Linked DNA regions of Sus scrofa: regions 1, 2, 3 and 4 are each linked to region 5. Evidence: chromatin contacts called from public HiChIP or PLAC-seq data. All regions are on one chromosome and are shown on one strand. Each heading gives the region's core, a stretch centred on a gene start, on an enhancer-like site or on the middle of the called end of the contact. The rest is flanking DNA. Distances are from core to core; before and after follow the strand shown.

Region 1 (3,910 bases), core at 37-2,536, 330 kb after region 5:
CAAGAGTGGGATTGCTAGGTCATATGGTAGTTTTCCATATAGTTTCCTAAGGTACCTCCATACTGTTTTCCATATAGTTTCCTAAGGTACCTCCATTCTGTTTTCCATATAGTTTCCTAAGGTACCTCCATACTGTTTTCCATATAGTTTCCTAAGGTACCTCCATACTGTTTTCCATATAGTTTCCTAAGGTACCTCCATACTGTTTTCCATAGTGGTTGTACCAATTTACATTCCCACCAACAGTGTAGGAGGGTTCCCTTTTCTCCACACCCTCTCCAGCATTTATTTGTTGACTCGTTAACGATGGCATTTCTATCTGGTGTGAGGTGGTAACCTCATTGTAGTTTTGATTTGCATTTCTCTAATAATTACTGATGTTGAGCATTTTTTCATGTGCCTGTTTGCCATCTATATATCTTCTTTGGAGAAATGTCTGTTCAGGTCTTCTGCCCATTTTTCAATTGGGTTATTGGGGTTTTTTTGCCAGTGAGTTTCCTAGAAGTTATTTAGAAGTTTTGATTTGTTTCATTCCCTGATTCTATACTATCGTAAATCAGTATTTTTCTTTTTTTTTATTACTCAGTAAATGTTATTACAGTTACAGTTGTATGATGATCATCACAACCTAGTAAATCAGTATTTTTCAAAGGACTTGCTGATGATCAGAGCAGAGGTTTCCTAGATCAGAGGTCCTCAGCCTTTCTGTGGAGAGGAGCTCCTTTTTAGGTCCTGAAGCCTTGAGTTACTGGGGCAGAGCGTGGTGGAGGTGCTGAATGACCCATCCTAACTCTTAGCAATTCTTACCTCTATGACACTCCACTTCCATCCAGCGGCAGCTGCCTAGACAGCACAGTAGCTGTACAGTCTACCTCATTTCTCCCTCCCTCCCTGAGCTTCTACCTCTCTGTTGCTTCTGCTTGAGTTTTTTTCCCCACTAAATACCTGACCTAGTGTATGGTGGGGAAAATTGACTCTATGTCTGGCTTAAGTAATTCAGGGTGAACGTGAGTTGATTTACCTTGTCTGGTCTTCATAGCAGTACTAATTATTATCTGCATTGCTGTCTTCCTCCCAAATTAGTGATACTGTGCATACTTTTTCCTTGAGTGTTTATGTCTCCTTGGCTGAAGAATTAATGGTCAGTGGTATGTCCGCTTGTTACAGTTTTAATTCGAAGCAGGTCTTTGCTTCTATCTTTGGGTTGCTGCTTTGAGCTGTGGTTTCCCAGTTCCCAAGTATGTTTCATGACACTTATCCTACATTTCAGGCAAGGATTTATGGGTCCCATAGGATTCGAGCAGGACTCCGAGGAAGAGCCAACTAGCAAATGGAATTATTTTGTCTTGTGAAAGCTTCCAGCCCTTTAAAAAAAAACTCGACTCAGAGAAATAGAAAACAAATATTCTTGGGAAGAAACTGGGCTTGTTAGCGCTTGGCGAGAAATTTTCGGAAGGGAAAGAACATTTCCTCTGGCCTCAGGAGCACATTCAATGTGAAATATTAACTGTTTTTAGAAGAGTTAAACTTAAATTCGTCTTTGGGTCATTTATTTGACTTGAAAATAAATGGATCTAGTCCTTAATTTTAAAAAAGGTGTTCAGAATCCTATTTTAGATAAAACAATCATTCAGTAAAGGAGGCAGGCTGCTCCAGACGTCAGTTCTTAACTGAAAACAGCTGGGACTTACGGAGGTGTTTGCGGAGATCTCAGGGGCTGGGGGATTGGCGAAATGTGGTGCACGTTAGTTCCAGCTGCACACATTTGCCTTGTTCGAGCTCTTTATGGTAAATGAAATGCATGCTTCATACAGACCATGCTTTAGTCGTCTTCTCTTAGCCCTTGACGAAGCAGGTGGAAAGTGTATTTAGTCAGAGGAATGACTGAAAACAATGAACTGTAAACCCATCCATAGCCATTCCAAGAAAGAGCTATTAAATGTCTTCTTTTTATTTTCCCATGCATCTGCCCCCCCCTTTCATATTTTTATAACCTTGGCAAATCTTGAGTAATTTTGAAACGTTTGTCATTTGGTCATAAATGTGGCAAGGGAATGATAGGAGCCTGCACACTTGGATGTTTTGTAAAGCAGTCGAACCCCAGACTGCGTCAGCACAAACGTGCAAGGAGGGCTCTGTGCATGCCCTGTCCTCTGGCTCTGTGGGCAGACAGGAAGTAGACCAGGAGAGATCCGTTCCTGACCCCAGAAGGATCTGCACCCCCCCCTCACTGTGAACGTAAACTTGCCCTGATGTTTCAATGTTGTGTGTGGTCCCTTCTCTTGTCCTCTCCTGTTATGGTGGAAAACTGAGAGTTTACTGAACAGAATTTTGAGTGGAATGAGGACCACAGGGATCATCTCATCCAAATGGAAAAGGAAAAAAAAATTCCAAAGAGGTCGAATGATGTGCTTGTGTTGGGACACTGAAATCTCTTTGTAGAGAAAAACCATCTTAAGGTATTTTTGTCTTAGACCTTTACCCAAAAGGATCTCTTTACAAAGACTTTGCATTAGTGAAAGTCTTCAATTCAAAAAAACAGGAATTCTAAGGATAGGGTTAGGGTATGTTCCTGAACATTGGTTTAATATTTAAGTCATTCTTACCTTGGTGCTGGTCTGAATAGACTGAATAATTGTTTGAGTTAGTCATCACCTGTCACTTTGTACAATTTTAATGTGGGGAAAGATGCCTTTGGAAATACTTAGCTGTATGTTATAATCAATCATGGTTTGTTTGGTTTGGTTTGGTCTTAAAACTTTATAGGCGCTCCCATGTGGCTTCTCGAGTCAAGGATCCAGAGTTGGCACTGCAGTGGCACAAATCGCTGCTATGGTGCTGGTTGAATCCCTGGTCCAGGAGCTTCCCAATACTGTAGGCAGGGCCAAAAAACAAAACCAAACCAAAAAAAAAAAAAAAAAAAACCTTTATATAATTGAGGGAAGTAGATTGCATAAGTACAGTCTTTCTTTTTTTCAATGAGGCAAATGAAGCAGTATCTTAAATTAAATTAGGGTTTCCTGAGATTCTAGAATCTTATTCCTGAATTTTCCACTGGGTAACCTCCAAATCTTTCTCTAGCCTTTGTCCCTGGTTGACACGAGGTGGGCCCCAATTTGCATGGCAAAGGGATGTGATGCTGCTCTAAGGCTGTAAGTGCCTGGGAGAGAAATCCTTCAAGGGAAATAAATCTAGGATGGAACGTTGGTCTCTGGCAAAAGCGTTTTACTGCTTAGCTTCTGAGATCTCTACGTGGGGGATGAAATTTAACAGCAGCTGATATTCTAAAAGTAACAAAGAATTATTTCAGCCCCTGATTTGCAAAGTACTCACTTCTCAGTACTCTCAAAATTTTTGTCGGATAAAGATTTTTCCATACCACAGATGTGGAAGGAAGGACTCACTCGTTAGTGTTGTATAGAAACAAACGGTGAATTCAGGACTTTTCCGGGGTCGTGGAAGGTATTCATTCCTGCCCAAGCTATTTGCGAATAGCATCTTTATCTGGGTCAGCCTCTGATTCAGCCTCGTCATGTACTTCACCACTGGAGTAAACAAATGTCACTTGTTAGCTAGTTTTTCATGCCCTCAATGGACCAAACATTAATTTGAAGCCACACTCTGTGAAATAGTCCTTGGGGGAAAATAGGTTAGTGATTTTTATCGCAATAATAATGGGGGTTGGGAAAAACGCTGAAGCTTGCTTGTAATGATTGTATGTGTTTTCATATTGCTTTTCAGCCCCTCTACTTTCGTAATATTCTTTTAGTATTCCAGCCTAACTCAAACACTGTGTCACTTCTTATAACCTGAGAGGGAAACTGCGGGCAAGAGAGAAACATGATTGGCTCTCATTGTGAGGCAGTTACTCCCTCTCCAGTGTTGGTGTCTCTGGTCATTAATTGCTTTT
Region 2 (4,253 bases), core at 58-2,557, 500 kb before region 5:
TGCATTGATTAGGCTGGAGATGCTGAGGGTGGTGGGATTGGTAGGTGGACACATTCAAAACATGAACAGAACCTGTGGCCAAATTGGATACATGTTGGAGTTCCCATCGTGGCTCAATGGTTAACAAATCTGACTAGGAACCATGAGGCTGTGGGTTCAATCCCTGACATCGCTCAGTGGGTTAAGGATCCAGCATTGCTGTGAGCTGTGGTGTACGTTGCAGACGTGGCTCGGATCTGGCGTTGCTTTGGTCTGGTGTAGGCTGGTGGCTACAGCTTTGATTAGACCCCTAGCCTGGGAACCTCCATATGCCACGGGAGGAGCCCCAGAAAAAGCAAAAAAAAAAAAAAAGACAAAAAAAAATTGGATACATGTTGAGGGGGAGATGTGAACATTTCTGGCCTGGGTAACTGCAGGGGTGGCAGAGATATCCATCAAGGGAGAGGGGACAGGAAGTTAAACAGGCTTGGGGGGTGGACATCTGTCTGAACATGTTTTACCTCACACTTGGCATTTATTAATTTGGCTGTATTTTTTTTTTTTTCTTTTGTCTTTTCAGGGCTGTACCTGTGGCATATGGAGGCTCCCAGACTAGGGGTCTAATCGGAGCTACAGCTGCCGGCCTCCACCACAGCCACAGCAACGCAGGATCCGAGCCACGTCTGCAACCTACAACACAGCTCATGGCATTGCCAGATCCTTAACCCACTGAGCAAGGCCAGGGATCGAACCCGCAGCCTCATGGTTCCTAGTCAGATTCGTTTCTGCTGCACCACAATGGGAACTCCTTGGCTGTATTTCTTACTTAGCTTTTCATGTGTTCTGTTCCCTCCCCAGGTGGACTCTGATTCTTCTGAGGTCTTGGGCCTCATGAACCCACCTGGGTGAGCTCCAGAGTCTTTAACTCATTACCACTCCCTGTGAGTTCACCTCCTACACAGGCTACATGAAGCCCGAAGCACAGCCTGACAGCAGCTGCAACCACTGTGTCTGCACGGCTGAGTATGGCAGGAACTTGGAGCTGGGACCCAAGTTCACCCCGAAGATGTGTTCCTCCTCTGAGGGGAGCTGAGCACCCACACTGACCTTGCCCGCTTCTGGGAGGGACGACCTCGTCTCACAGTGGCTGCAGAGGCTTTGGGTCAGAGCGTGGTGACCGGGCCCTCAGAAACCCTGCTCTTTCTCTTTGCAGAACCCCATAAATCCTTCCAAAGGGAGTAATTCCCTCAGGATCAGGAGGGCCTTTCGCATTCCTGAAATCAGTGAAGGCACAATGTATAGGGATTTCTGAGAAAAGTCAATGTGGTGTGAGTATGATCCCTGGGTGTTACCATGCAGCAGAGAAGGCCTTTTTTTTTCCTCCATTGAATGGTGTTCTTTGCTCTCAAGTTAACTCATGCACTGGATTGGGTCCAAGTACATTTTGTTTCTTGATTTCCAGCCAGGCTTCTCTCAGTTATGGTGCGTTCTCTGCTTTGCTCCCCTCCTTCCCCGCCTCCTTCTCTCTTTTTATCAGCATTTCAACTTTTCCATGTGACTGACCTGATACAGAGGCAGACCCACCAGCCTAGGTCGGGCTTCCCCGGAGGGGGGCCAGAGGGACTCTGGATGGTGGCCCCTCACTCAGCCACGGCCCGCGCATCAAGGAGGGTCTGTGAGCGGCTGAAGCAGAAAGCTTTTGAACTCTGCCCTCTGCCAAATGATTTCCAGATGTGTAAACTCCAGCCTCCCTCTGTTCTCTGACTGTAGCCCTGCCAACATACATCTGCAGATTTCTAGTGCACAGGAAACATGAAAGAGTATCTTTTACAACATCTGCTCTCTTTCCCCAGCTCTCCCCCTCGGTCTTCTCAGACTCTGCCCCATATTTCATCTCCCCCCTTAAACAAATTCATTAAGGAATCAATGCACAGCTCCCCCTGGTCCACAGATGCCAGCTTGTCTGTCCTGCCCATCACCCCTGCTCCCTACCAAGCCTGTTCTTGGCTCTTAGGACAGTTGACCAGAGCACCACTAGAATTATTAAAGAAGCATATTGGGCTTGCTAAGGGAGAAAAGAACTGAGTTTTCTCTATTGGGCTGGTGCCAGTCCACAAGCTGTAAGAGGAGGATTTGGCTGTACAGAGGATAGAGCAGGACCCTAAAGATAAAAACACAGGTCTCCCTGAAGAGTTCACATGCGGTACCTTTTAGGAAGAGGTGAGGTCTTCTCTTAGGGCTGACCTTTTTCCACGGACGGACATTCAGTTTCTTGAAATAAGGCAGGCTGCTGTAAAATTGAAAGTATTTATGTGCAGAATGAGTTCCTTGCTTCTTTTCATCTCCTGGGGATGGCACCCACCAAGCTAAGAAGAGAGAAGAAGCTGTGTCCTTCTCATTTAATTTTTTGGCCAGGCCTGTGGCATGCAGAAGTTCCCAGGGCCAGGGATTGAATCCCTGCCTCAGCAGTGACAATGCCCAATCCTTAATCCATTGTGCCACCTGGGAACTCACAGAAGACTTGTCATTAATGTAGCTCAAAGGGGGAGAAAAGAGAGATCCTTTTAGCAGAACAGAAGAGAAGATTGTTACTGAGGCACCCACTCTCACTGGGAAATTGATTTGATCACTGTGGAAATAAATACTTTCATTCTGTCCTTTGTCCAAGTGGACCCTAAACTCCCTCTCCTGCTCCATCCCGGGGGACATGGCGTGAAGCCAAGGGACAAAATCTGGGAGGAAAAGAGGGTTCCCTATGGAAGGGAGTAGAGAGTTGAGGGGGCCTAAGGGCTCAGGGGTCTGAGAGAAACGGTTGTAGGTGAGGAGTCCTGTGTCACAGGCCTGCAGCCTCACCTGGGAGGCAGCACAGCCTTCAGGGGTTCAGAAGAGCTGTGAGCCTCAGGAGTGGCTAATAGGTAACTTTCTGGACTCTAGGTAAGATTGTTCTGCCCACTGATCTGAAGGGGCAGTGGAGAATGGGCTTCATTTACGTTCTGCTTTAATAGTCCCAAAGCACTTCAGTCTGTGGTGTCAGGTGAAGCCCTAAATTTGTCTGGGTTGTTGCCACAGTGGCCTCCCTATTCCAGACAAACAAACCAAGAAACACATCAGCTTTATACTTCAAGTAGGGCTTGTTTCAGAAAGAACAAAGGGAGGAGATAAAGTTGGTTCTGGAATTCCTCTCCTTCCACCCATGTCTTTCCATGTCTCCCCAGAGATGTCAGAACACTCTTGCAGCTATATAGCTTCTTCCTATGGAAGAGCAGAATCTGTAGACTCTTTCATACGAGGGTGGGTGGATAAAGGGCAAAGAAACCTTTTCCTTCCGAATGAGAACTTGACCTTGTTAACTGTACAGCTCTTTCAATGGCAACCTCTTGAGGGTAAAATGCAAACTGTATTTCCAAGTAACATTGCTGGTGATAAAATGACCCCAACTGGTCAGTTGTATCTGGGCTGGGAGGAGCTATAAAGAACCATCAATTCCGACTAAGAACTCCCTGGGTCTGGTGACTTTTGTAATGGGGTGTCCCTTGGGTGGAATGAAAGCCATGTCTAGGAAGTTGTTACAGGAGATAGTGACTCCTTTTGGGGAGTGAGGATTTCCAGCCAGGTGAACTCCCACACCTGCCCAGGGTGGCTCTCATCCCTCATACCTGAGCAGGTTAGTGCTGCATGGCTCTGCAGGCTGATGTACACACTTGGACTGGGGGAGATCCCTGGTGCTGCCCTGCTGGTGACCTGTGGTCCTACCCTACATCTTTCTGAGTAGACCAGTTGTGGCCTATGATTATCCTGTGAGTGTGTCTGGCTGAAGCTAAGAAGACCCTCTGATGGGTGGTACAGAGGGTATAACGGACTTCCTGTTAATGTGTTACTCCTCTTGGGTAAGTACCTTGTATGAAAGTAGACTTGAGGGTGGAGGGCCTACTTGGGGTGGCCTCACATCACACCCATAGATTGCAAACTGGCTTCAGGACCCTTAGTCTGTCCCTCAAATGATGCCTGGGAAGAAAATGGGTGGCATCTAATTTCACTTGGCAGGTACCTATCACCCAAAGCTATTAGAACTATAAAGATCACACTGGCCTTCTAAGTGACTCATCTTACTCTAAAGACTCTAAATTCAAAATTCAGAGAACCATTGTGAGGGCTTTCCATCTTCTAAGTTTACTTATCGCAATTATATACTCAGTTGCTGGAGAATGAGCTGCTGGTTTCACTGTGACGTGGACTAGGGCCAGAAATTCTCTTATCGCCTGTTCTCCATCCTT
Region 3 (3,757 bases), core at 80-2,579, 470 kb before region 5:
AAATATGGACTCTTAACATTTAAAAAAATGGTGGTGAAATATATATAGCATAAAATTTATCCTTTTAACCATTTTAAAGTGTTTAGTTCAAAGACATTAATATATTCAAAACGTGCAACCATCACTACCATCCACCTCCAGAACTTTTTCATCTTTCCAAACTGAAACTCCGTACCCATCACACAACAACGCTCCATTCCCTGTCCTCCCAGCCCCTGGCAACCACCATTATACTTTTCATCTCTATGAATTTTTATACTCTAGGTAATGCACACAAATGGAAGCATACATTATCTGTCCCTTTGTGCTTGGCTTATTTCACTTAGCATAATGTTGACAGGGCTCATCCATGTTGTAGCTTGTGTCTGAACTTCATTTCTTTTTAAGATAAAATAGTACTCCATTGTCTGTGTATGTCATATTTTGCTTATCCATCCATCTACTTCAGACTGTGATTGCTTCCATCTTTCGGCCATTGTGAATAACGCTGCCATATACAAATATTTCTTTGAGTCCCTGCTTTCAATGCAATGCTTTTGGCTGTATATCTAGAAGTAAAAGTGCCAAAAATGGACTCTTAAAAATGGAAAGATCCTGAGTAGTTCATACAATTTATGCTGTCAACACACTGGAAGAGAAGGGGCAGAGGTGGATGATCCAGGATCCTGAACCTAGTGGGACTGATGGAGACAGTCACCCAGGGAGTGTGGGAAGGTGAGAGGGGCAGACTTGATCTTTAAGAAGACCAAGCTATTGTTGAGTTGAGGATTAGATCTTGAGATTCTTCTTGGCAAGGTTATAGTCAGCTTAGAGCAAGCTCTGGAAAGCGAAGCCAGGGCCAGCAACGCCAGGAGCCTTTCCAGTGCACACTATCAGGCCTCCATGCAGAGGAACCACACCAGCTCCTCTCCCCTCTGTGGCTGGTGAGGCCCTCCCGTGGGCAGCTCTGCCCCAGGTCCAAGATATCTGCTGCTCCTCCCATGTGAGAAATGGGATGATCCCAGAGTGTGCTGGACTTCAAGCAGCTCTGGGATAATAAGGATGGGAACATTTCCTACAGCTTCCTGCATTGAAATGACCTTTGGAAGCCAAATCAGACTTTGGGGTTTAACATGTGGTTCATAAGGGGCCCTAAATGTGGCTCTGCTGTGTGTGTCTTAAAAGCCTTTGTGGGAGAGGGCAGATGCAATGAGCACAGATTTGGATGTCACAGCAAAGGCTTAAGATTGTCACCCTTGATGGCCTGGACTGATCTGACCTGGCACCAGGGCCTCCCCTCCTTGGGACAGGCCCAGCAGTGTCCCAAGGACCTGCATTTTTTGTTCCGTGCGGCCTCTCCCATTAAGCAATGACTACGGCACCCCCAGATAATGACCAGTTTTGGAAAGATTAGCATTCCACATACTTGGTTAAAAAAGTTTTTATGCAACCAGTGTTCTACTTTTTCCTAGAATCTTTGCCTCTCTGAGGACTAGTCCTTTCTCTTGCAAAGTGAAGGAAGAAAGGGATCCAAATAATATTGGTCCAGAGTAACTTTTAATTAGCAGCCTTAGCCAAGTGATAAAGATATATTACATACTCTGAAGTTCTATGAGAACCCACCCAAACTTCTGCTTTATTGTCTAAAGGGCCCCTTCACAAATACAGCATTGGGCCTGGATTTCAGGAGGATTTATGAGTCAGGGGCGAGCTGGGAGTTTGGCCCCATGACAACTTGGAAGGTTTGCCCTTGATTTGGAAAGAACAGCAGCCCATGTTCTGAATAGAGAGGGGGAAAGGGGGACAAAGTTCTCAGCTGAACACTAATGAGACTAAGATGAAACTGCTTCACAGAGATGTCCAGCCAGCAGGGCCTGTGGTGGATGATTTGAGTACAGACTGTTACCCCCAGGAGGAGCCTGATGGGGATAAGTGGGATGCTCACTTTAAGAGTATCCAGGTAGCTCTCATTAGAACCTTCCTTTCCCAGAATTAAAAAAAAAAAAATCAATCTGTATGTAAAATAAGCATGCTCTTGTTGAGTGGCAACAGAAGACACTGATTTTCATGTATCTTGGAGCTAAAATATAAATAAAAAGGATGGAAATGTCTTTGATTTACAAAGCAGTAGAAAAAAATCCTGCTTTAGGAATTGAGGTAAATGTAACTAGCTTTGGCTCCGCCTCAACCTTGGCTTTTCAAAACTAGAGAGTGTTCTACCCATTGAGCCCTCTGCTTTCTCATTTCATAATGGGGTAGGAAAGTGGGAGATGGCTAGGTTAGATGTCTCTTGCTCATGATCCAGAGGGCTTCAAGGGTCTTTGAACCATCCAGAATAGTTTGCAGTATGTATATATCTTTATGCTATGGGCATTTTTCTGGGGAAGCTCATTGCTTTGGTCATATTCCCTAAAGCAGTCTTTGGTTTTCCAAATGTTAAGAACTCCTGAACTGGATACCTAAACACCTTAATCTTTGAATATGCTGTTACACATCAGTGATTCTAAGGTTATTCTGGTATATTCTCTTGGGGGGGGAAGCTGTGATTCTCTAAATCTATTACGTTTTCATGGTAATGTGAGGACAGTTGGAGATACATGTTCTGGTCCATACTTGTTTCCTAGTCTCGGCTGGGCTTTTGGGGGAAAAATAATTAAGGAATGAATCTTAAGTCCGTCTAATCTCCCCAGTTCCTGATCTTGCCTGTTCATCCCACCCCCGAGGGTCACAGCCCCATTGTGAAGCCCAAGCAGGTTTTGGCTCAACATCTGTGCTGTGGGGTGCCTTTCACTCTCGCTCCAGCCCTCCACCCAGATATGCCCATTTGCCATCCCATTCCAGTCCCTAAACCACTGACTGTAACTGAAAAGCTAAATGGAGGAGTTCCCGTCGTGGCGCAGTGGTTAACGAATCTGACTAGGAACCATGAGGTTGCGGGTTCGGTCCCTGCCCTTGCTCAGTGGGTTAACAATCCGGCGTTGCCGTGAGCTGTGGTGTAGGTTGCAGACGCGGCTCGGATCCCGCGTTGCTGTGGCTCTGGCGTAGGCCGGATTCAACCCCTAGCCTGGGAACCTCCATATGCTGCAGGAGCGGCCCAAGAAATAGCAACAACAACAACAACAACAACAAAACAACAACAAAAAAGACAAAAGACAAAAAAAAAAAAAAAAAAGAAAAGCTAAATGGAGAGTGATCTTTGGCAGGTGAACCTTTTAATACCCTCAGGATACCCTTTCCCTCTGGTAAAGGAACATCTGCTGCTGAATTATTAAGTCTGCACACGCAGAAGGAGGTAGAGGTGGAGGAATGTGTTCTTTTCGAAGGGGAGAGTTCCTGGGGTAGAATTTCATACTGGGTGAACTTGTTGGCAACACCCACAGAAGTGGCACGTCAGACCATTCTGCCCACGAGCATTTTAGAAAACAAAATGAAATCAAATGACCCTCTGTTCGACATACACAAAATTCACTGTTTCAAAACACTTTCAACATAATTTTTGTTCCTTTAGATTTCTTGTTCCCAGGATTTGGCCCCGCCCAGCAGGGGATTACTGAATATTCTGAGAATTGTGTCTTCTGCCCTGAGTGTGACCTTCACAGTGTGATGCATGATGCAGGGATGGTCACAGACAGAGCACAGGCTTCTTAATAGGAGGAGGGCTGTGGGCGTGGGGAGGTAATTCTGTCTATATTACCAACTGCTCTCCATTAGATATCATTCACAACTTTACTTTGCCTCAAGTGTGGGAAAACTGTTTCCCCGAAGCAGCACCTGACCT
Region 4 (4,279 bases), core at 584-3,083, 270 kb after region 5:
GATCCTGGTATGGGAAAAGGACAGTAGATACAAATCAAGGAAGACTATGGGAGTTCTGTTGTGGCTCAGCAGGTCAAGAACTCAGCTAGTATCCATGAGGATGCACGTTCAATCCCTGGTGTCACTCAGTGGGTTAAAGATCTGGCATTGCGATGAGCTGTGGTGTAGGTTGCAGACGTGAACTCAGATCTGGCATGGCTGTGGCTGTGGCGTAGGCTGGCAACTGCAGCTCTGATTCCACCCCTAGCCTGGGAACTTCCATATGCCTCAGGTGCAACCCAAAAAAGAAAAAAATAAATGAAGGAAGTCTGAATAAACTGGACTTTAGTTAATAATGTTTTGATATCAGTTCATTAATAACAAATGTGCACTATTAGATGTTAATAGTGGAAACTGGTCGGTGAGGTATATGGGAACTCTCTACCGTCTTCTAAATTTTTTCTGCAAATTTTAAATTGCTCTTATAACTGACCTCTTGTTTTTCATTTAAAAATTCAGGAGTAATTATTTAAAATAAGAACAGTGACATTAAATTTTTTCTTGTAGGCTCGCCAGGCCCAGACTGGGGGTTAGGGGAGGTAGGAGGCAGGGTTCTTACTCCCTCAGTATTAAGAAGCGATTTTTTTTTTCTTTTTTTGGTCTTTTTAGGGCCACACCTGTGGCATATGGACGTTCCCAGGCTAGGGGTCAAATTAGAGCTGTAGCCGCTGGCCTACACCACAGCTATGCCAGATCCCAGCTACGTGTGAGAGCTGCACCACAGCTCATGGCAATGCTGGATCTTTAATCCACTGAGTGAGGCCAAGGATCAAACCTCATGGATACTAGTCAGGTTCGTTACTAGTCAGGTTCGTTAACTGCTGATCCATGACGGGAACTCCCAAGAAGGGATTTTTCTGCCTTATGAATCTACCTCATCTGAGTTTTCCTGGAATTCTCTGTAACGAAAAGAGTAGACATTGTTCTGAATATAAATTATTGACTTACTCTGTATTCCCATGGCCAAATCGCCTTTTCTAGGCCACAGTCACCTGGCACTTTAAATATCAAATTTACAGGGCATAAGCTATGTGTTTCTCCCAGAAAGGGTATAAGTTATTTTATAGTCATACCAAGATTGGATTTCTGACTGTACCGTTTATAAGCTGCGTAACACTATTGAACAAATGAGTTAACCTTTCTGAAACTCAGTTTTCTCCTTTGTTAAAAAAAAAAAACAACAACAACAACGAAATTGCAGGATTATGGTAAGACAATGAACATGCAATACCTAGTTCAGTACCTGGCACATAAAAGTTCTCAGTAGATGATAGTTAATGATAAACAGGATCATCAGTCCACATCAGGAGGAGATAATAGTATCCTTTAATTGGACCAAAATGTAACTGAGAGCCCTCCCCTTCCAATTCTCCTTCTCACTCCAGTAGGTCACACTGCATCAAGCGTCTAGAAGGCTCTCTGCCAGCAACTGTACTGGCTTGTTATCTGAGTGAGTCTTGGTCATTTAGCAAAGTCAGGGTCTTTGTTACTGTTTTCATCACCACTAGCTGAGCAGAGAAAGACCAAGCCACAGGGTACATCTCTGCCTGCCAAGGTCCTGTGTGTGTTCCTGAAACAAAAACCCAATAAAAATGGCAGTCAGTGGCAGACACTGAGCCCAGGCTTGGGAGCCAGTAGGGAGGGGCTCCTTCTCCTGTCCCTCAGCACCTGTCACCGAGAAGGGGTGGCCCAGGCTGCGGCTGGCCGCCTCCTCCTCCCCCCATCCAGCCCAGGGGCAGCTCCGGACCTCGGCTCCCAGCAACGCAGCACAGCCCACTCAGCAACTAGAAAGCACCCATTGAGGGCTTGCAGCTGCCGGTGCCGTTTGCCCAAACACTACATAAAGCCTCAGCCTCAGCTCCAGTGAAGAAGTCACTACTGTGTTCTTCCTGAGCCCCAGTCACGGCTATCAAACATTCAAAGAGGACTGGCGGTGGTTAAACACTGCATGTGTTTACACCCCGAATCTTGAATCACAATGGGGCGGTTTGAGCTGCCAAGACCCGGCCAGGCCCGGCTTTATCCTGGACACTGGAGTCTGTTCTCTGACCCACCGGACAGAAGTAAAGTTGAGTAAATACCAGATCGCTTTGCTTTTCAGAGCTGTTTGCTCTCAGGGACTTCAATGGGCTTCGTCTCCAGGCGGGACACATACTTGAGGACTCAAGCTGCTCCCTCACGTCAGAGTGCGTTCAGAAGCTCTGAGGCTTTGTGAGCCATCCCCAAAGGGAAAAGCCAAGCTAGAGAAAATAAAATCTATCCAAACAAATTAGAGGATAACTTGAATCCTTTCAAAAACTGCTCTGAAAAAAAGCAGGGAGGGGAAAGAAGTGCAGTTGATGGGGGAAGCTGAGGGATGGATATTTGGGACCTTATTACACTGTCCTCCATTCTGGAGAATTTAGACATTCATTAAAAAAAAAATACTACAGGGAGTTCCCTGGTGGTCTAGTGATTAGGACTCAAAGCTTTCAATGAAGCAGCCCAGGTTCAGTCCCTGGTCTGGGAAGTGAGATCCCACTTCAAGTCACTCCACACCAAGCCAAAAAAAAAAAAAAAAAAAAATTCTATAGTAAGAAAGCTCCTTTGCCTCTCTCCTTTACCCAGGATACAATACCTAACATATATTTTCTTTTAAATGTTCAAGTCTATTCTCTGTTTTAACTTTTTGAGTTTTTTTTTTTTCTTTAAAAAACATGTCAGGATTTTGTTTTCTCTGATTATAAAAAAGTATATTATTATGGTGGTAAATTGAGAAGTGGAGAAAAGAAGCATAAAGAAGAAAATATTAGTCCCATGTCTTTGAATTAGAATTTGTTAGTGTTTTTATATATTTCCTTGCAATCTTAATACATACACGCAGAGAAATAAAAAAGTAATTTTTAGCACATGTAAATGGAATCCAATTCTATTTAGCTTTATACTGTGGGCTTTTTTTTTTTTTTTTTTTGAACTCATGACCATTCCCCATACCATTAGATATTCTTAAAAGAACAACTTGTAATGACTGTGGAATATTTTTATCCTATGTTTCTCAATGCCAAAAAAAGTTCAAAACAGTCTTTTACTTATACCATGCCATACTTTAACAAAAAAAATAGAACAAGATTTTTATAGCTAGAGATTGCAAGAAAATTTATTTCTCACTAGCTATATACCACTTTCTCCAGAATAATTTAAGAATTGCAGCTGGATTCAGCATAGTATTTGGCAAGTGCAAATACAGTAGTAAGACAAAGTTTTCTCACCTTCAGATGTGCTTGGAACAGGAATGAGAGGAAAAAATGGAAGTAGAGCACATGGGTTGTGGATGTGAGAAGCGAAGCCAGAAATGGGAGACAGTGACTCAGCGCTCTCCCTCTCCCTCTCCCTCTCCCTCTCCCTCTCCCTCTCCTCCCTCTCCCTCTCCCTCTCCCTCTCCCTCTCCCTCTCCCTCTCTCTCTCTCTCTCTCTCTCACACACACACACACACACACACACAACTGCTATGGTCTTGCACCAGCCAATAGGATCTCTGTCTCTTAAGAACTTTGGAATCAAAACTCAAAAGGATCAAGTGAAAATCACAAAGAGTAAGAGGAAAAGACATGTTGAAATGAAGAGCAAAGGAAAGAACAGCAGACAGATTCAAAAGACAGGCCCTCCAGCACTGTCTGAGCACCTGCTGCACACAGAGCTGAACATTGGACCAGTACATAAGCCACAGTCTTTGGCCCCAAGGAGTCCTCAGTCTAATGGAGAAGACAGGGTATAAGCAAGTCATTTCAGCTCAATATGGGCACCACATGCACAAAGAAATGAAAGCAATACAGTGGGATCTCAGGGGAAGGATGAGGATTCATGTGAGATCAGAAGCTCTCGGAGAGGATCTAACCTTGGAGCCAAGCTGAGAAGAATGAGATCTCAGAAACCTAGGAGGAAAGGAAAAAAATGACTAGGGAACAGTTGAGTTAGCAAAGAAAAACAGCTCTATTTTAAAATGTCTTTTTGGAGTTCCCATTATGGCCTCAGTGGAATAAGAACCTGACGTCTCCATGAGGATGAAGTTCCAATCCCTGGCCTTACTCAGTGGGTTAAGAATCCACAAGCTGTGGCATAGGTCACAGATGTGGCTCAGATCTGGCATTGCTGTGGCTGTGGTATAGGTGGCAGCTGTAGCTCCACTTCTACCCCTAGCCCAGGAACTTCTGTATGCTGCAGGTGCAGCCATAAAAAAAAGAGGAATAAAATGTCTTTTTGT
Region 5 (3,950 bases), core at 877-3,376:
AGGTGAAGGGAAGCTCTTTTTTGCTTTTGCTTTCATGTTATCCTGTATCTGTTTATCATATTAGCACTTATATTATCTTGTATTTGCCTATTGGCTCTGTCTCTCTGTCTCTAACACACACATTTGTGTCTGGTGAAAAGTATTATTATTATATAGAAGCCTCTGATGCATTGAAGAAGGATGATGAAGGAGGTGGAAAGGTAGGGAGAGAGTTCATAGGTGAAATGATGTAAATAATTTTTAGAAACTGAGAAAAAAAAAGCTAAAGGTCTTTATACAAGAAAAGAGAAAGATCCAGCGGTGGTGATGTGTGTGTTTGTGTGTGTACTTGTGCATATGTGTGGGGAGGAGGCATGGAAATACAATGAGGGGATAGCATCCATCCTGGAGAAGGATTTGGGTTGGAGCCAGAGAACTTAGAGAAAGTAATGGAAAAAGGATTGTGAGGAAAATAACATTTGGCAATTGAAGTTGTAATCTGAAGAAGTTAAAGAGGTCTAGTCAGGATTCTGTTTGAGTTTTGCCATATAGTATAAAATAGACAATTTTCTCATTCTACATAAAAAAAAATCTTAATCATTGTAGAGTTAGATTTGCTTTTTAAGGTTGCAAAGGCAGTTCCTAGTTCTGTGTTGAGGTATACAAGATGTTGCTAACAGTTGTACAGTCACCTGTTCTTATTTGTTTTTGTGTCGTCTTTGTGCTCTGTGTGCTGCTTTAGGGCATCGTGTACCCCTAGTTTATAGCAGAGTTTTATGGTACATGCAGGTACCTGGGTGAGAATTACCTTCTCTTCACAGGTGATAAGATGACCAGTGAATATCATTCTCCCAGCTTATGGGAAAAAGTGATAGCCGAACCATGCAACCTGGGGAAAGGACCTTTGTGTATTTCTCAAACTCAGATGCCAGATGAGGACTGGGACTCTTGGAATATAAATTAGGAGTGGGAGGAAGAGGAGGAGGAAGAATAATGTTTATTGAGAATTTACTTCATCAAACTTAAGATTGAAAGATACACCAAAAAAAGTCAATTATAATTTTAATTTAAATCATCATTACTAAGACACAAACAGATTTCAAAGATGTTTAAATATGAAATAAAAATTAACATTAGAATTTGGAATATAGTTCATGCCATGCACTCTTCCAAGTCATATAAATAGTTAAGTCAATTTTTACCACTATTCTATGAGGAGTCTTATTATTAGATGGCCGGAGGATCACTAAGTTTGAGGCCTTGGTTCATCCCAAGTTATGATGTTCCTGGAAAGCTAAGTCCTTCAGATGATGAAGGATCCATTGGTGCCCTGGTGAGAAACTGAAAGATATAAGGATATAAGGACAGAAGCTGAAAAACTGAAAGATATAAGGACAGAAGCTGATCAAAAGTATTTAAAAAAGAAATGTGGTAGTGAGCCTAAAAACCATGTTCCAGAAGAGTAAATAACTGGATGTCTTGGAGTTCCTGCTGTGGCCCAGGGGGTAAGGAATCCTACTGCAGTGGCTGGCCTCGATCCCTGGCCTGGTGTAATGGGTTAAAGGATCCTGTGTTGCCACCGCCGTGGCATAGGGCTCAGATCTGAACCCTGGCCCAGGAACTCCATGTACCATGGGTGTGGCCATTAAAAAAAATAAAATGAGTGGCAGTCTCATTCAAAAGTGTTCCATGATGTTAATATAACACACCAATTGTGGGGGCAGGAAACAGTTAAAACATTTTAAAGGGCTGAAAGGGCTTTCTGTACCAGGACAGCTGTTTGAATGTGTGCTATATGTTTGAACACTAAGCGAACCACTTTCCTTTTACTCTACAGATGTGGACAGAGGATATTTCTGTGGAGAGGCGAGTGGGGGAGGAGGAGTATAGCGGAGGAGTTTGTTGTTCCTGAGAGGACAGACACCTCAGCCTGCCTGGAAGTCTTTCCTTCCCTCCCCACCTCCACCCCTACCCCGCAAAAGCTGGGGAGTATCATGCTGAGAGGAGAAACAACAAAGACAAAGATAAAGGAGATGCCAGAGGGAAAGCAGACAGAGGAAACTAAGCTAGGGTGGTTAGAAGTGTGGATTCTGGAGCAAGACGGCTTGCCTTTGAAACCTGCCTCCGTCAGTTGAGCAGCTGGGACTAGGGTAGCTACTTAGCCTCTCCAAACCTGTTTTCTCATCTCTGAAACATGGATGATAATAGCATCTACCTCATTGGGATAGTTGAAAGATTGTTAGCCTAATGACTGGCACCAAATTAAATACAAGATAAGCATTGGCTGTGATTATTCCCTTACATTAGCCTGCCTCTCAGAGAGAGAGATGTAACTATATGCAATAATCCTGTGTGTATGGCTGAGCAGTGTCTGTCTAATCAAAGAAGCAAGGGAGGTCACTAAGCACAGAAGATACAGCTAGCAAGTTTGTTGATATGTGACTAAGGAACCAAGGCAAAGTCCCCCACAACAAAGTTCTCACCTTCTTTGGCAGGACACTGTGGCATGTCATGGATAGCTAGGGGCAGAATTACAACCGGCTCCCACAGCAACTGCTTGTAAACTGCAGCAAGAGGCTGTTGCCAGTAAGAATGCATTGCAAATAGACCTTATCCTTCCGTGGTGCTCCCACCAACGTCACTGTTTTAGAGCAGTGGTTCCCAACTTCACCTCCTCAGATGATACTCAACAGCATCATCTGGGAGCTTTTATTATTATTTATTTATTTGTTTTTCATTACTTAAAGAATTTTATTACATTTATAGGTGTACAACAATCATCACAATCCAATTTTATGGCATTATCATCCCAAACACCCCAGCATATCCCCCCACCCCCTAACCTGTCTCTGGGGAGCTTTTAAAAATGTAGATTTCTAGACTCCACTCCAGACCAGTTGAACAGGACTCTGGGAGATTTAGGCATCTGTATTCTAGTGGGTGGCAAGGAGTGGGAACCATTGCCTTAGAGAAGTGAATCTCAAGCTGGAGTGGGCGTCACAAACCCATGGAGAGCCTGTTAAAAGCCAGGATGTTGGACTCCCTGCCCCTCACCCCTACTGCCAGAGTTTCTGATTCATTAAATCTAGGGTGGGAACCAAGTATCGATGCCCTTCAACCAAAGACCACCAGGAAGTCACCTATGGTTAAATAAGTTGGATTGATTATTCCCCACAGCGAAAGGGAACAGGCCATGGGGAACTATAGGTGTGTCTGTCAGAGGATGTTGGAAAGATCCTATATAAGATTTGGGCTTCGGTTCAGTGATTTGAAGGGAGCTTTAAGCAGGTGGGAGTGTGCTCTAAGTTGGATGCTGTCAGAGAACAGAGGCAATTCTATGAGCGGTTATCTCAACAAGTTTTATCTTTAAGGAGGAGAGACTCACAGGAGAATAAACTGTAATTGGTACAGAAATGGCAGACGCTTATTTTGGCCAAGGGAGGGGATGTTTAATAACTTGTGGGCTTGCACGATGACCTTGTTTTTGTCTGTGTTCAGATAAATTTATGAAATGGCCTTGTTTTGTCTCATTTTATCATGGTCTCAGAGTAACCTTGCATGTGGTTCTGTGAGATTGCTTCTGTTCAGTAGGGGAATAACATGGCCCACTGGGAGCACCAGGCCAGCTTTCCAATGTCGTACCCACCTCCCCCTTTTTCCTTTCTCACAAGTTCCAGGTGATGCTGATACTACTGGTCCAGAGACCATCAGACTTTGAGAATGATTGTCTGAGAGGATAAAGAGACCTGAGACCTATGTTTGGAAAAGGCACAAAATAAATATGCATGAACATTAAAGAGCCAGGACCCAGAATTTCAAGGGAACAACAAAATAAAATCAGAATAATATATCCTGGGAGATAGTGTAGCTTGGGAAACTGAGTCCAGCAAGACGAGCGCAATACTCCAACTTTAAGGAAGGATGAGGCTAGTGTCATCTGGTTGTGCCCTTCCTCTCAGCTCCCAGTTGCC

Evidence for each region. HiChIP or PLAC-seq counts read pairs in DNA pulled down with a chosen protein or histone mark.
Region 1: an H3K27ac HiChIP or PLAC-seq map of skeletal muscle shows a contact between it and region 5, with 4 times the contacts expected there. The contact joins two enhancer-like sites. A contact is called at or near these places in 1 of 47 Hi-C or Micro-C datasets (skeletal muscle) and 2 of 2 datasets of contacts at active chromatin or transcription factors (alveolar macrophages and skeletal muscle).
Region 2: an H3K27ac HiChIP or PLAC-seq map of skeletal muscle shows a contact between it and region 5. The contact joins two enhancer-like sites. A contact is called at or near these places in 1 of 47 Hi-C or Micro-C datasets (psoas muscle) and 1 of 2 datasets of contacts at active chromatin or transcription factors (skeletal muscle).
Region 3: an H3K27ac HiChIP or PLAC-seq map of skeletal muscle shows a contact between it and region 5. The contact joins two enhancer-like sites. A contact is called at or near these places in 2 of 2 datasets of contacts at active chromatin or transcription factors (alveolar macrophages and skeletal muscle).
Region 4: a contact with region 5 is called in an H3K27ac HiChIP or PLAC-seq map of skeletal muscle. The contact joins two enhancer-like sites. A contact is called at or near these places in 2 of 2 datasets of contacts at active chromatin or transcription factors (alveolar macrophages and skeletal muscle).

The regions. Positions count from the first base shown.
Region 1 is chr16:46,472,590-46,476,499 of Sscrofa11.1, forward strand. The region is part of intron 2 of PIK3R1 (phosphatidylinositol 3-kinase regulatory subunit alpha); the gene reads left to right. Among named protein-coding and RNA genes, the nearest start is that of PIK3R1, 40 kb to the left of the region's middle. Within about 2 kb of position 1,287, at least 7 of the 83 cell types and tissues checked have an H3K27ac peak or open chromatin away from gene starts, as enhancers often do. A contact at or near this core is called in skeletal muscle, where this site is marked.
Region 2 is chr16:45,643,999-45,648,251 of Sscrofa11.1, forward strand. No RefSeq gene overlaps it. Among named protein-coding and RNA genes, the nearest start is that of CD180, 58 kb to the left of the region's middle. Within about 2 kb of position 1,308, at least 44 of the 83 cell types and tissues checked have an H3K27ac peak or open chromatin away from gene starts, as enhancers often do. A contact at or near this core is called in skeletal muscle, where this site is marked.
Region 3 is chr16:45,669,187-45,672,943 of Sscrofa11.1, forward strand. No RefSeq gene overlaps it. Among named protein-coding and RNA genes, the nearest start is that of CD180, 83 kb to the left of the region's middle. Within about 2 kb of position 1,330, at least 14 of the 83 cell types and tissues checked have an H3K27ac peak or open chromatin away from gene starts, as enhancers often do. A contact at or near this core is called in skeletal muscle, where this site is marked.
Region 4 is chr16:46,410,863-46,415,141 of Sscrofa11.1, forward strand. No RefSeq gene overlaps it. Among named protein-coding and RNA genes, the nearest start is that of PIK3R1, 22 kb to the right of the region's middle. Within about 2 kb of position 1,834, at least 31 of the 83 cell types and tissues checked have an H3K27ac peak or open chromatin away from gene starts, as enhancers often do. A contact at or near this core is called in skeletal muscle, where this site is marked.
Region 5 is chr16:46,143,260-46,147,209 of Sscrofa11.1, forward strand. No RefSeq gene overlaps it. Among named protein-coding and RNA genes, the nearest start is that of PIK3R1, 290 kb to the right of the region's middle. Within about 2 kb of position 2,127, at least 8 of the 83 cell types and tissues checked have an H3K27ac peak or open chromatin away from gene starts, as enhancers often do. A contact at or near this core is called in skeletal muscle, where this site is marked.